Linked DNA regions of Zea mays: all the other regions are linked to region 1. A link is a contact called in public Hi-C data. All regions are on one chromosome and are shown on one strand. The core of a region is the stretch at or near the end of the contact, and the rest is flanking DNA. Distances in the headings are between cores, read along the strand shown. Region 1 holds the start of LOC100193484. Region 2 holds the start of LOC100285783 (hydroxymethylglutaryl-CoA synthase). Region 3 holds the start of LOC100284730.

Region 1 (3,604 bases), core at 801-3,300:
CCGAGCCCAAGGTCGGGCGAGGCGGAGACTTCTCTTGAGGCCGAGGCCGGAGTCGGGCGAGGACGCGATTCCTCCCGAGACCGAGGTCGAGGCCGAGTCCGGGGGTCGGGCGAGGCAGAGACCTCCTCCCGAGGTCGGAGCCTGAGGTCGGGCGAGGCGGAGACCTCCTCCCGAGGGCGGAGCCTGAGGTCGGGCGAGGTGGAGCTTCCTGTTGCGCCCGAGGCCGAACTCGGTGGTTGATCGTGACTTCTTGTCAGTCTTCGCCTGGGTAGTTGGCACGACAGTCGGAGCGGGGCGAGCGACGCTGTTTTTCTGTCACATCGGACAGTAAAGAAGAGGGGCGAAGTGACTGTGGTCACTTCGGCCTGGCCGACTGAGGCGCGTGTGTCAGGATACGGCGTCAGGCATCCCCTGCATTGAATACGCCTGCGAAGCGGTCGGTTGGTGAGGCGGTCTGGCCAAGGTTGCTTTACAACAAAGCCTGCCCGAGCCGGGCTTCGGGAGAGCTGAGGGGGTGCCTGCTGCCGGAGGCAGCCCTCGGGCGAGGCGTGAACTCGTCTGGGACTACTGCTCCAGCCCGAGGCTGGGCTCGGGTGAGGTGGCGTCCCTTGGGTAGACGAAGCCTTGACTTGAACCGCGTCCGTCAGTTGGTCTGAGGGTGTTTACCAGCCGTGATTAGGAGTGTTGGGGGTACCCCTAATTATGGTACCCGACATGAACCAACTCGAATCTTTGAATCCAGCAAATTTTGACAAAGTTTTGAAATGAGAGGAAATGTGCTGCTCTCGGCCAGCAGCGCGGCCGGTTTTATAGGCCTCCGTAGCTCGGCGCCAAGATGTGTGGCGCCGAGCTACGAGGCCGCGTCGACGCCGCGTCAGTGCCATGTCAGCCCTAGGCGCAGGGAGCCGTTATAGCCATGTCACAGCTCGGCGCCATAGGCTGTGGCGCCGAGATGTGTTACCTCGGCGCCACAGCCTATGGCGCCGAGTATCGGGTCCAAAATTGTATATAAAATTTCTAGAGGCCCAAACATAAATATTTTTCAAAAATAAGGCTGAAAAAGAAAAACTTCGGATATGACGGGTACAGGTTTGGAGGAGTTAAATACGAACCCAATTACCGATGGGACTGGCCGTTCCAAAAGTCTTCCAGCCATTTGTGGACCGCGGGCTGCTGACATGCTATTGAGTTGTGGGCTGAAATGCTAATCATAGAAGCCCAAACAGCGGAACACAAAAAACACAAAAGTAAAAAAAAGAAAAAAAGCTACAAACTTTAAGGATCTATTTGGTTAGGCTTATTTTGGTCCGTAACCTGACCTGTTCCTTTTGTTTGTTTCGGACGGTCCGTGATCCATCACGGTGGTGGGAGTCGGCTGCGTCCCATTGCATCTCATTACCGGCACCGCTCGGTTTACGGCGCAGTCAGATCCCTCAACGCGACGGCCGTGTCCACCACGCGACTCCACCCTACTCTTCTCCACGCGACTGCAGAGCGACGATCGCAGGCGCCGCCATCGCACAATCCATCGTTGCTGCCTCCTGGTGCGTCCTCTCTCCTCTCCCTCTCCGTCTCCGTCTCAAATCATTTACCCAAACTCTAACCCCCAATGCTATCTAATCTCTAATCGTTTGCCCTTGCCCCTTGGCCCTTACGGAGCCGCAGAGGCTCAGCCGCCGCTCTCTGTGCGCCGTCGACCACCTCTCCACTTGCAGTCGTGTTGGCCGCCGCCTACCGCTCCCTGTGCGCCGTCGGCCGCCTCCCCACTTCCGCCCCCCCCCCCCGCCGTGCTGCCATCAGGTTGCCCTGCTCCCTGCACGCCGAGCCGTCGCTTGGTTGCTCTGCTCGCTGCACGTCAGTCCGCCTGGCCCTGGTATGTTGATGAAACTATGCAATATGCATGCTGAATTGTGTCCTGTGACGTGACTGTACAGTCGGGTCAAGAATGTTGTACCCGAAGTCGAGTTCGGATACGTGGATATGTTTATGAGTAGGAGTCTGGTGATTTAATGTCCTACCTGTCCTTGCGGGGTCCATATATTCCTCTTGACATCGAGCAAGGCAGCAATCACAAAGCGGAACGGCACCCTAGGGCAGCGGGAGCCCGCAGCGCACACCGTCGTGCCGCCGTCCGCCTGCCCCCCCATCGCCCTGCGCCGGTGCTCCAGGCGCGTCTCGCCCGACTCAGCTACGCACTTCCGCTGGCCACCCGCGGCCTGTTGGGCGGCTCGACCTCGTTCCCGCCCTTACCCTCGTCGCATCGGCCTCGCAGCCTCGATCGAGGCCGACGACCTCCAGCGACCTACTGCCCAGGCCCAGGTAGAGCGCTAGGGGCCTCCAGTCAAACCCATCCTTGCCGTTGCCGGCCGATTTGGTTTCTTGCTTTAGAGGTAATCAAATGCCCCCCCCCCCCCCCCCCCCCCCCCCCTCCTCCTCCCGCGCGCCCTTTACCTTTGATCTTTGCAATGTTCTGTAAAACAATCCTTGATGAGTTCTTGTTTTGTTGGTAGGTAGTTTAGTAGTTGATAGCCTCAGTTCTTTAAAAATTGAAGAAGTCAATGTCGATTGATCTCAAATCTATGTGGAAACTGTAGACAAATTGTTAGTGTTAGTTGTACCAACTGGTACCAGAGAGTGTGTTTTCAGTAATGAATGAATTGTGTGAGAAGAACAAGTTGAGAAATACGATGGGAGTCCAATACTTTAATGATTGGTAGGTCACATTGAGCGTGAATTATTTTTGCAAGTCAAGGATAATGACATCATCAATCCGCTATCAAGCCATTAGGGACCGGAAAAGTTAGAATTAATTTGTAATTTCCTTCCAATATTCTGCTATATCTCTTTGTTACGTGACACCTTAGTTTGAACTCTATGTGCCCTTTATTTAAGCCCTTCTGAACTTTTCATATCTTTAACTAAATATTTTCTACGGTACGGGCATACCTATGGGTGACAATGGGCTCTAAATTTCACACTATAAGATTTAAGGACCGGACCCTATTTTTATTCATTTTTGAACTAATATTTATTTCGGGCCCTACCATTTTGTGAAGAAGCATTTGGATCGTAATCCATTACCACCCCGAGGCATACCCAACTAGGTCTGCCACAGGAAGCACGCCACTTCCCATTGCCCCTCCCCATTGTGGATCCGTGCTGTTCGCGTCGTCCACACCAAAGTGTGCCTCCCCTTTGTGGAGCCGTGCTGCTGCCTCACCATGCTGGAGCCATGCCCCCCCAACCCTTGCACTGCCTGTATCTCGCCTGCACGCGTGGAGGATCAGATGTGACAGCGTTTGACAAAGACCAAGAGGGATTCAGGGATGTCCCCATGCCTTCGATTCAGACGGCTGGCTCTGTCCCACATCTTCGGGGTATATTCCTCAAATGGGGTGATCCCATCCCCTTCCATCCTTGAAGCCAAACACATAGTTAAAGGTAGACAGCAGTCTGTTTACATGCCGATTCCATGGCTTGGTTTTTTGACATTAAATGTTGGCTTGTGATAGTGAGAAGTAACCGGTCCAATCACATGCCGATTCCACAGCTCATTTTTTTACCTTAAATGGTTGGTTCTGCCAGTTGAGAAGCTACCGGTACG
Region 2 (3,604 bases), core at 762-3,261, 250 kb before region 1:
CTATTAGGAGAAGATAGACGATCTACTTATACACTTCAACACCCCACCCATGTGCAGCTCGAGAGAAAGGCGCAAACATGAAAATAATGGGACGAAGTCACAAATAAAGTCTCTACCAGATTCGATCTCGAGATCACGGGCTCCGATACCATGTTTGAGTAAACGGACTAACCAATTCAAATGAAAAGCTTAAGCTATTATAAGAATATAGGCGATCCACTTATACACTTCAACAAAACTGGAGCGTTATGGGCGATTCAATCACCTCACAATAGAAAACTGAATGTATTCTAAAAATACCAGATGTTTTGAATGGGATGAAGCCCTTGTTTAATTTACAATCTTTTTTCCTCCCCTCCTATTCAATTTTACAGATGTTTTCTAACAGGCGTCACATGTTGGCCTATTATTCTACTCAAACAAATAAAATGTAGAAATAGCAGCATGCACTTGAGGACTGAAACTACTATGCACACGACTGAGTTGAAAGCATTTACTGATTTCTGTAAACATGGTGAAACAAACAAAGCAATACGTCGTAGGTAGCATTGTTGGTGAACCTGTTGTGAACTATGTAGTGTGTTCTAAGAACAGTTTTGACAGATATTTTTTGATGCTTAAATGCCGCCACCAGTCCACCTTGAACAGGCGCACAAGAGTCCTACTACTACTAGAGAGTTCGTTTGTGTTGGAGGAAAGAATAATTCTATGTACCAAATAAATAATATATATATACAAAGTTACAAAGCTTAAAGGGTCTAATGGGCTGGACCATTTTTTTTAATACACGGCCATAAAGGAGGCTGTCTAACAGTTTCAGGCGGCATCAATAAGTGCCAAGAATTAGAATGCCAGCAACTACGTCTTGTTCCTCTTGCAAAATCTGGGGAGGACCAATCTCTTTTCACGAAAAGAATGGACAAGGACCTACAGCTAGTGCTAGCAGCCAGCGAGATTGGTCCTCGTCTATACAGTGCTTCATCTACAGTTCCCCTTCGGCTCAATCGACGCGTGTTTTTTTTTCCTAAGTACAGCTGGAAGTACTGCTCAGGAATTATTAAGGTTGATTGGTGTACTTGGTGCACAACAGTTAAACAGATGAGTCTGGCTGCACTCAAGGTCAAGGACCCCGATAACCAGTTGAACACGGGGCACGGTATTTTGATATTGACCCACGCAGACGAGGAGGGAGCACTAGCAGGTACATCGATCGAAACGATTGTCACGGCAGCAGTGCGTGTGCGTAGGGCTCTCTGAGCAGGGATCCCACCAGCTCTGCTCCGTGTCTCGCCGAGGGAGGGAGGGAGGGACCCAGGCAGCGGCCGACGGGCCTGGGCCGCTGGGCAGTGATCCCTCCGTCCCTCGCCCCCGAAGGCGCAACCCGCGCGCGAGGAACTCCTACCAGAACCAACAGCCGGCCGGCGAACCCGCGGCAACCGTAAAGAGCTCGCGCAACCACGCAAAGCGTGTGGTGGTGTCCACGCCGCCTGCCCGCGCCGCGCGCTCGCCTTGGAATCGTCGAACAGACGGGGGAGCGCGCGCGTGCGTGCCCGGTGCCCCCGACGACGGCGAATCTGAGGGAAGGGCCGAAGGGGAGTGCGAATGTGGCGAGCTTACGCCCGCGGGAACCAGAGGTGGCGATGGTACCTGGAGCACGCAGTTGGGCGGGAAGTAGATGTCCATGGCGAGGATGCCCACGTCCTTGGCCTCCGACGCCATCTCTCCTGCTCCGCCGCTGCACGCAAAACTGCAGACACAATAGAGGCATGCAGACCGTGTAAAGGTAACAGAGCAACTGAATGAACTGCGATCTGGAAAATGGAAACCGTCGATCTCCGGCCACGGACGGGGGGAGGAGAAGGAGAGAGAGAGAGAGACCAGGAGCAGTGGAGTGGGAGGAGGGAGACGCGGGTCGGAGAGGGAGGGAGCCTACAAGAGCGGATCGCGGCTGACAGTCAGGGGTGCGGGATCGGCCGGGGTCCTCTCTCCTCGGCGCCGGCGCCGTATATATACCCGGCAGCGTCGCTTTTTCGAAATCCTTTTTCTTCCTCGTCCAGTCGTCCTTGGATGGCGCAGTGCAGTGGCCCGGGCCGTGGTGGGAGTGGGACTGGGACTGGGAACCGCCCGGGGCGGGCACCTGACGTTGACGCTGGGCTGTCCGGGCTCGCTGTCCTTTTCCCTCGGGCCTCGGTAGTATCGCCACGGGTGCAAGCACGTGGACAGCCACGTCGTTGGCGGGAGCCTGGGACTGGGAGGAAGGAAGGAGAGATCATGGGCATCGTTGGTGGTCCTCCCACGGTCCGTCCCGCCACACAAAGAAAGAAGTCGACCAAGCTCCCCTCCACCATGCTCATCCTCGTCTGGTCACCCATGCTCGCGGCAGCCGCGGTTGTCGTTGTACACAGACGACTCTTCTTCCTCCGCGTCTTTCTTTCTACCCATGCTTGATTGGAAGCAGGTGGTCGGCAGGCCAATGTTGAAGTGAAGGCCGAGCCGCCGAGGCCCTGTTCTGCTGCGGTGACGGAGTGCAAGACTGCAAGCTATGGTGAGGGCCGGCCACAGCAGGACTTGTTTCTTTCGCGGAGGAGCATGAAGCCTTGTCCAGTTGTCCTTGTCGGGGAGCCAGCGGGCGCCACGTGGGCATGATTCGTTCCAGACCTCGCGGGCGTGGCGTGCGGGACCTTGCCCCTGGCTGGCTGGCTGGCTGGCTGGCTCCGGTCCCTTTTTACCCATATTGCAATTTTTTACATGAAAAGTTTAACATATTTCAATGCAATATAAGACTATCTATAAGGCACGTTAGAACAGTAGATAATACGATTGACATTGTTTGAAGAGTGTACTTTAAGCCTTTAAGGAGATGGAATAGGGGATCTGGTGGAGATAGTCTAAGGGTGTGTTAGGTTGATGAGTGGAGGAAAATATAGCGGTTTCATTCATATTTTCTGTATATTTGGTTTCCAACAAAAGATAAGCGGAGCGGCTACTGAAGTCTTCGTATGAAAATTTATCATAAATAGTTGGAATGCTTCCGCTCCACAAAAACGAGTGGATGCGAACGCTCTCTCAGACGTGAGCGCTCTCCTACCCTTTACACTCATATGACTCTCCAACAAAATAGAGAACGGGGCGGTTCCGCTCTATTCTACTCCTCAACTAAACAAAAAATGAAGCGGCTCTGTTCTGTTTGCCAAACGCGAAATAGAACGACCTTATTCTCAAAAAACTAGAATAGAGCCGCTTCATTCTAGTTGACTCTCTAATTAAACGCGCCATAAGAGGTTGTAGCTCATTGCATATATAAGGGCCGTGTTGATTGGTGTTAAAATCACAGTTATGATGTAATTAAGTGAACGTACGCCCCCAGCTCACGAACATTATATTAGACGGACGTGTGTGTCTTGAGTGTTATCAGTCTTGGGTGGCTACGGAACTGTCCTGGTCCTCCTGCCATACATGCCTATTGCCTAATGCTCGTGCGGACGGAAAACGGAATGGTACCCTCCCATAATGCACATGCACGCACGACGAGTACCAACTGTACGAGAATTAGTTGGGCGTTGGGCCGCCACGGCCCGCAGGTTCATAACGGCATGCCTGCTCT
Region 3 (3,604 bases), core at 659-3,158, 180 kb before region 1:
AATGGGATTAGCGAATCACTAAAATCATGTTACAAAAATAGCGGGCATTGGAGCAGTGGCGCCCACACAAGAATCCCACAGTTCTGGGATGGCCAAGCTACATTGCCAGTCACTTTACAACAAAGAATCAACAATAACAGTGAACACATGTGGCATTCACAGGAGTTACTGTGCAGAAAGAGTTGATTTAAGGTCACTAGGGTAGCGTGTCTGTTTACTTGAGGAGATAAAACCATGTGCCCTGTAAAGCCAACATAACTTTATAAGGAAATATGCAGTGCACGGGATCACAGATAAGCAGGTCCTATCATGTTACTAAGAGAGGCATTAGAGGTTATATAAATGAAAACTCCAATCTCACCTCAACGATGTAAGTTGATGGTATTTGTAAACCTGGAAATATAAACAGCAGGTACGAGCCCCCCCCCCCCCCCCCCCAAAAAAAATGATGGTGCCACAAATTCTAAACCAAATAGGTGCATGAGGCAATATAAGCATCGTTCCTTCTTCCCAAATCGTACATCCTAGTTTACGTTACTACAAAGACAAGCATAGTAAGTATAAAAAGTCAAAACAAGCACTTTTCTCCAAACATATAAAAACACAGTATAAAAAGTCAAAACAAGCACTTTTCTCCAAACATATAAAAACACAGTAACGGTCGACGAGAGAAGACAACAGCCAAATATGTCATATATCGAGCTCAACTGATGATGTGGGACTCATCTCTATGTAAATTCTAGCACATCAGATGGGAACAAAAAGGATTTTACATGCAACAGGAAGACACTAGATGGGCCTCTACTCTACAACATTGAGCTGTTGTTTACTTAGATTAGTTTTCAGTTCCACATTGCAGTTATTCCGTTGCAAGTTCGATTCCGAGAATATCATAACAAAGTTGTGTTAGCACACCAACAAATGCATGAGTCATGGCTCGAGTTTATCTATATGCGGAGCAGGACAGAAGCAAGGCGCAGACTAGCAGTCACAAACTAACATATCATGTGCTTCTTCACCTTAATCAAAGTGGGATTCTTAGCAAACTCCGGGCAAGAGTCCATGAACTTCTTGAGGTCCAGATCCAGGTACTCGAAGACGAGGTATATCCGCTTCTCGCTGTGGACAACATCATGTAACCTGCACTTAGGAGAGTATAAAGCTTGTCAGCGTACCAACACTACAGGGCATCGCAGCATCAAAATTGCGTCTGACTTTTACTTGATTGCATACATACGCACCATCATTTCCATCGAGCAAACGAATCCCATCCTAAAACGACACCTACCCGCTGTTGCATAAAACCAAAGCGGACCTGACGATGTTGCCGTGGTTCATCTCCTTGAGGAGAGAGATCTCGCGGATGGCGGTGGACGGGACGCCCTCGTCCTCCTGCTCGAGGCGGATCTTCTTGAGCGCGATCGTCTCGTTGGTGGCCTTGTCCAGCGCCTTGTACACCACCCCGTACGTGCCCTCCCCGATCTTCTCCACCTTCTCGTACTGCAGCAGCACGCACGCAGGCGGACAGACGAGCACGCTCAATCGGACAGACCGAATCAAAAAACCTCGAGCCCGAATCGGGCCAGATCGCTCGCTTACCTGCTCCATTGCGTCCCTCCTCGGCACCCAATGCGGCGGCGGGTGCGGAACGAACCAGCTGGCGAGGAAGAGAGAGAGAGGGGGGGATTGGGAGGGGATTAGGAGGAGAGGGAGAGGATGTGGGGAAAGGCAGCGGCGGGCGAAGCTGCAGTCGCCATTTGGGATGGACGCGCTCTCCGGCGGGGATCGGTGTCCTCCACTCCTCGCCCCACGCCGCTGCCTCGCTCGCTTCTATTGCTTCCTGCTGCCCTGGGGGGCTTTGGCTTTTCCCTCGCTGCTGCCGAACCCAACCCTCGTTGCTCACTCCATTGACTAGGTGGGATCCGAGTCTACGCGGAAGGTGGACAGCTGTGCTACATAGCTTCACCTTGTGCCAATTTACTGGACCCGCCTCACGTAGTGCTGGACGAAATGCTCGTGGCTGGCTCGTTTGGTTTATGGTCGGTTCAGCTTGGATTGGCTCGTTTGAATTTTTTCACGAGCTGAGCTGATATCCTATCTCGGTTCGTTAACGAGCCAGCTCGCGAGCTAAACGAGCTACCATATTCCAGTAAAACGAAACTATATACATATCATTTACAGAATAATTGATGAACATTATATATGTGAGGTGTATATGGCATATGAATTAAACTAATGATTAATAAACTATGTCTATGTGTGTAATTTGGTGTATGCAAATATAATTATGGGTTAAACTGATGAACATGTATGTGAATTGTGAATTAATGAGTGATGAATTGTGCTAATTTGGTGTTATATTTATGTGGTTTGTGAAACTATAAGTATAATTACTATTTTCTATTGTTAAATTAGTTTGAAATTAACTAAAAATAATTATTATGTACATTTTATTTTTTTCTACTCTAGCTCGCGAGCTAAACGAGCCGAGCCGAGCTGACTCTGTGACTTGTTACCTTAACGAGCCGAGCCGAGCCGAGCTGGCTCGTTATCCACCCATACTCACATGTCTCCTGTCTCGGTGTCATGCCCTGTTGGACTCATGCTCAGCATGCTCTTAGTTACTGCCCTATAGATCCCTAGCGCCTGCGCAGTCGTTATCAAACCACACATACCTTAGTGTTTAAAAATAAACAATAATTATATAAAAAATTAGTACAAAGCGAGCATTTAAACACACGTTCTCTACTCTATAAATTTAGAGCTAACCAACAGACTACACATACTTTAGCGTTTAGAAATAAACAATAATTATATTTAATAAATATCTTAATACCTATTTATATATTATATTTAGTGTCCGTAAATACAGACAACTGGCTAGTATAGAATAGATGATGAGACATCTGGCTAGTATATAATAGATGATGAAATGGATGAGCCGTGACCGTGAGTGACGACTGATGAAGTGACGTGATCGGGGTGATTAGTAAAAAGCTTTATACAGAAAGAGAAAAATACGACTTAGGCGACGACACCGAGGACCGATCGGGCGCACGGAGCGTTGAGCCGCCGCTTTCGATGCATGCCAATGCCATGCCACTCACGAATCACGATGTCGCTCGCCTTGTCCCGATGCCTGCTGCGCGCGCGGGCGGGGCGCCAGGCGACAAGGAACCGGGCCCGGGGAGACGAATAATGCGTCCCGTTTAAACCGGTCGATTTATTGAAATCGCTGGTTTGCGGTTTCAGTTAACTACCATTTTTTTTTCAAATTTCGTTTTAAATTTAAAATTTTTTTTAAAAAATCATTAAAAACGCAGGTAAATCGTATTTGGGCCAGTAAATTGTCATTTTGGACCGGTAAACCATCTTTTTTGCTAGGAAACCGGATTTGATGTCAAGATTGAGTTCCAGACTACGCATTTCGCGGTCAGTTTAAGTATATTGGTCTTGTTTACTGTTATATGGTATATGTGAATATGTTGTATGATATATGTGAAGATGATTTACCGTTAGATGCTATTTTTTAACTCAGTTTAAGTGCTAGTTTAGTTCCAATGCACCTTCAACATTGGACGAATACTCACCTAACAGTGACATT

What was found. A called contact is a pair of places that touch in the nucleus more often than the background predicts.
Region 2: a contact with region 1 is called in a Hi-C map of leaf, with 7 times the contacts expected there. The contact joins the promoter of LOC100285783 here to the promoter of LOC100193484 in region 1. A contact is called at or near these places in 3 of 25 Hi-C or Micro-C datasets (ear, leaf and tassel).
Region 3: a contact with region 1 is called in a Hi-C map of leaf, with 8 times the contacts expected there. The contact joins the promoter of LOC100284730 here to the promoter of LOC100193484 in region 1. A contact is called at or near these places in 14 of 25 Hi-C or Micro-C datasets (bundle sheath, ear, endosperm and 5 more) and 2 of 3 datasets of contacts at active chromatin or transcription factors (leaf and seedling).

What each region holds. Positions count from the first base shown.
Region 1 is chr9:160,659,053-160,662,656 of Zm-B73-REFERENCE-NAM-5.0, forward strand. LOC100193484 reads left to right here and starts at 2,051. Exons shown (of 8, transcript NM_001352770.1): 1 at 2,051-2,390.
Region 2 is chr9:160,412,506-160,416,109 of Zm-B73-REFERENCE-NAM-5.0, forward strand. LOC100285783 (hydroxymethylglutaryl-CoA synthase) reads right to left here and starts at 2,012. Exons shown (of 13, transcript NM_001346654.1): 1 at 1,934-2,012; 2 at 1,648-1,747. The coding sequence starts at 1,719.
Region 3 is chr9:160,479,220-160,482,823 of Zm-B73-REFERENCE-NAM-5.0, forward strand. It overlaps LOC100284730, which reads right to left and starts at 1,909. Exons shown (of 8, transcript NM_001157625.1): 1 at 1,600-1,909; 2 at 1,316-1,500; 3 at 1,020-1,140. The coding sequence starts at 1,608.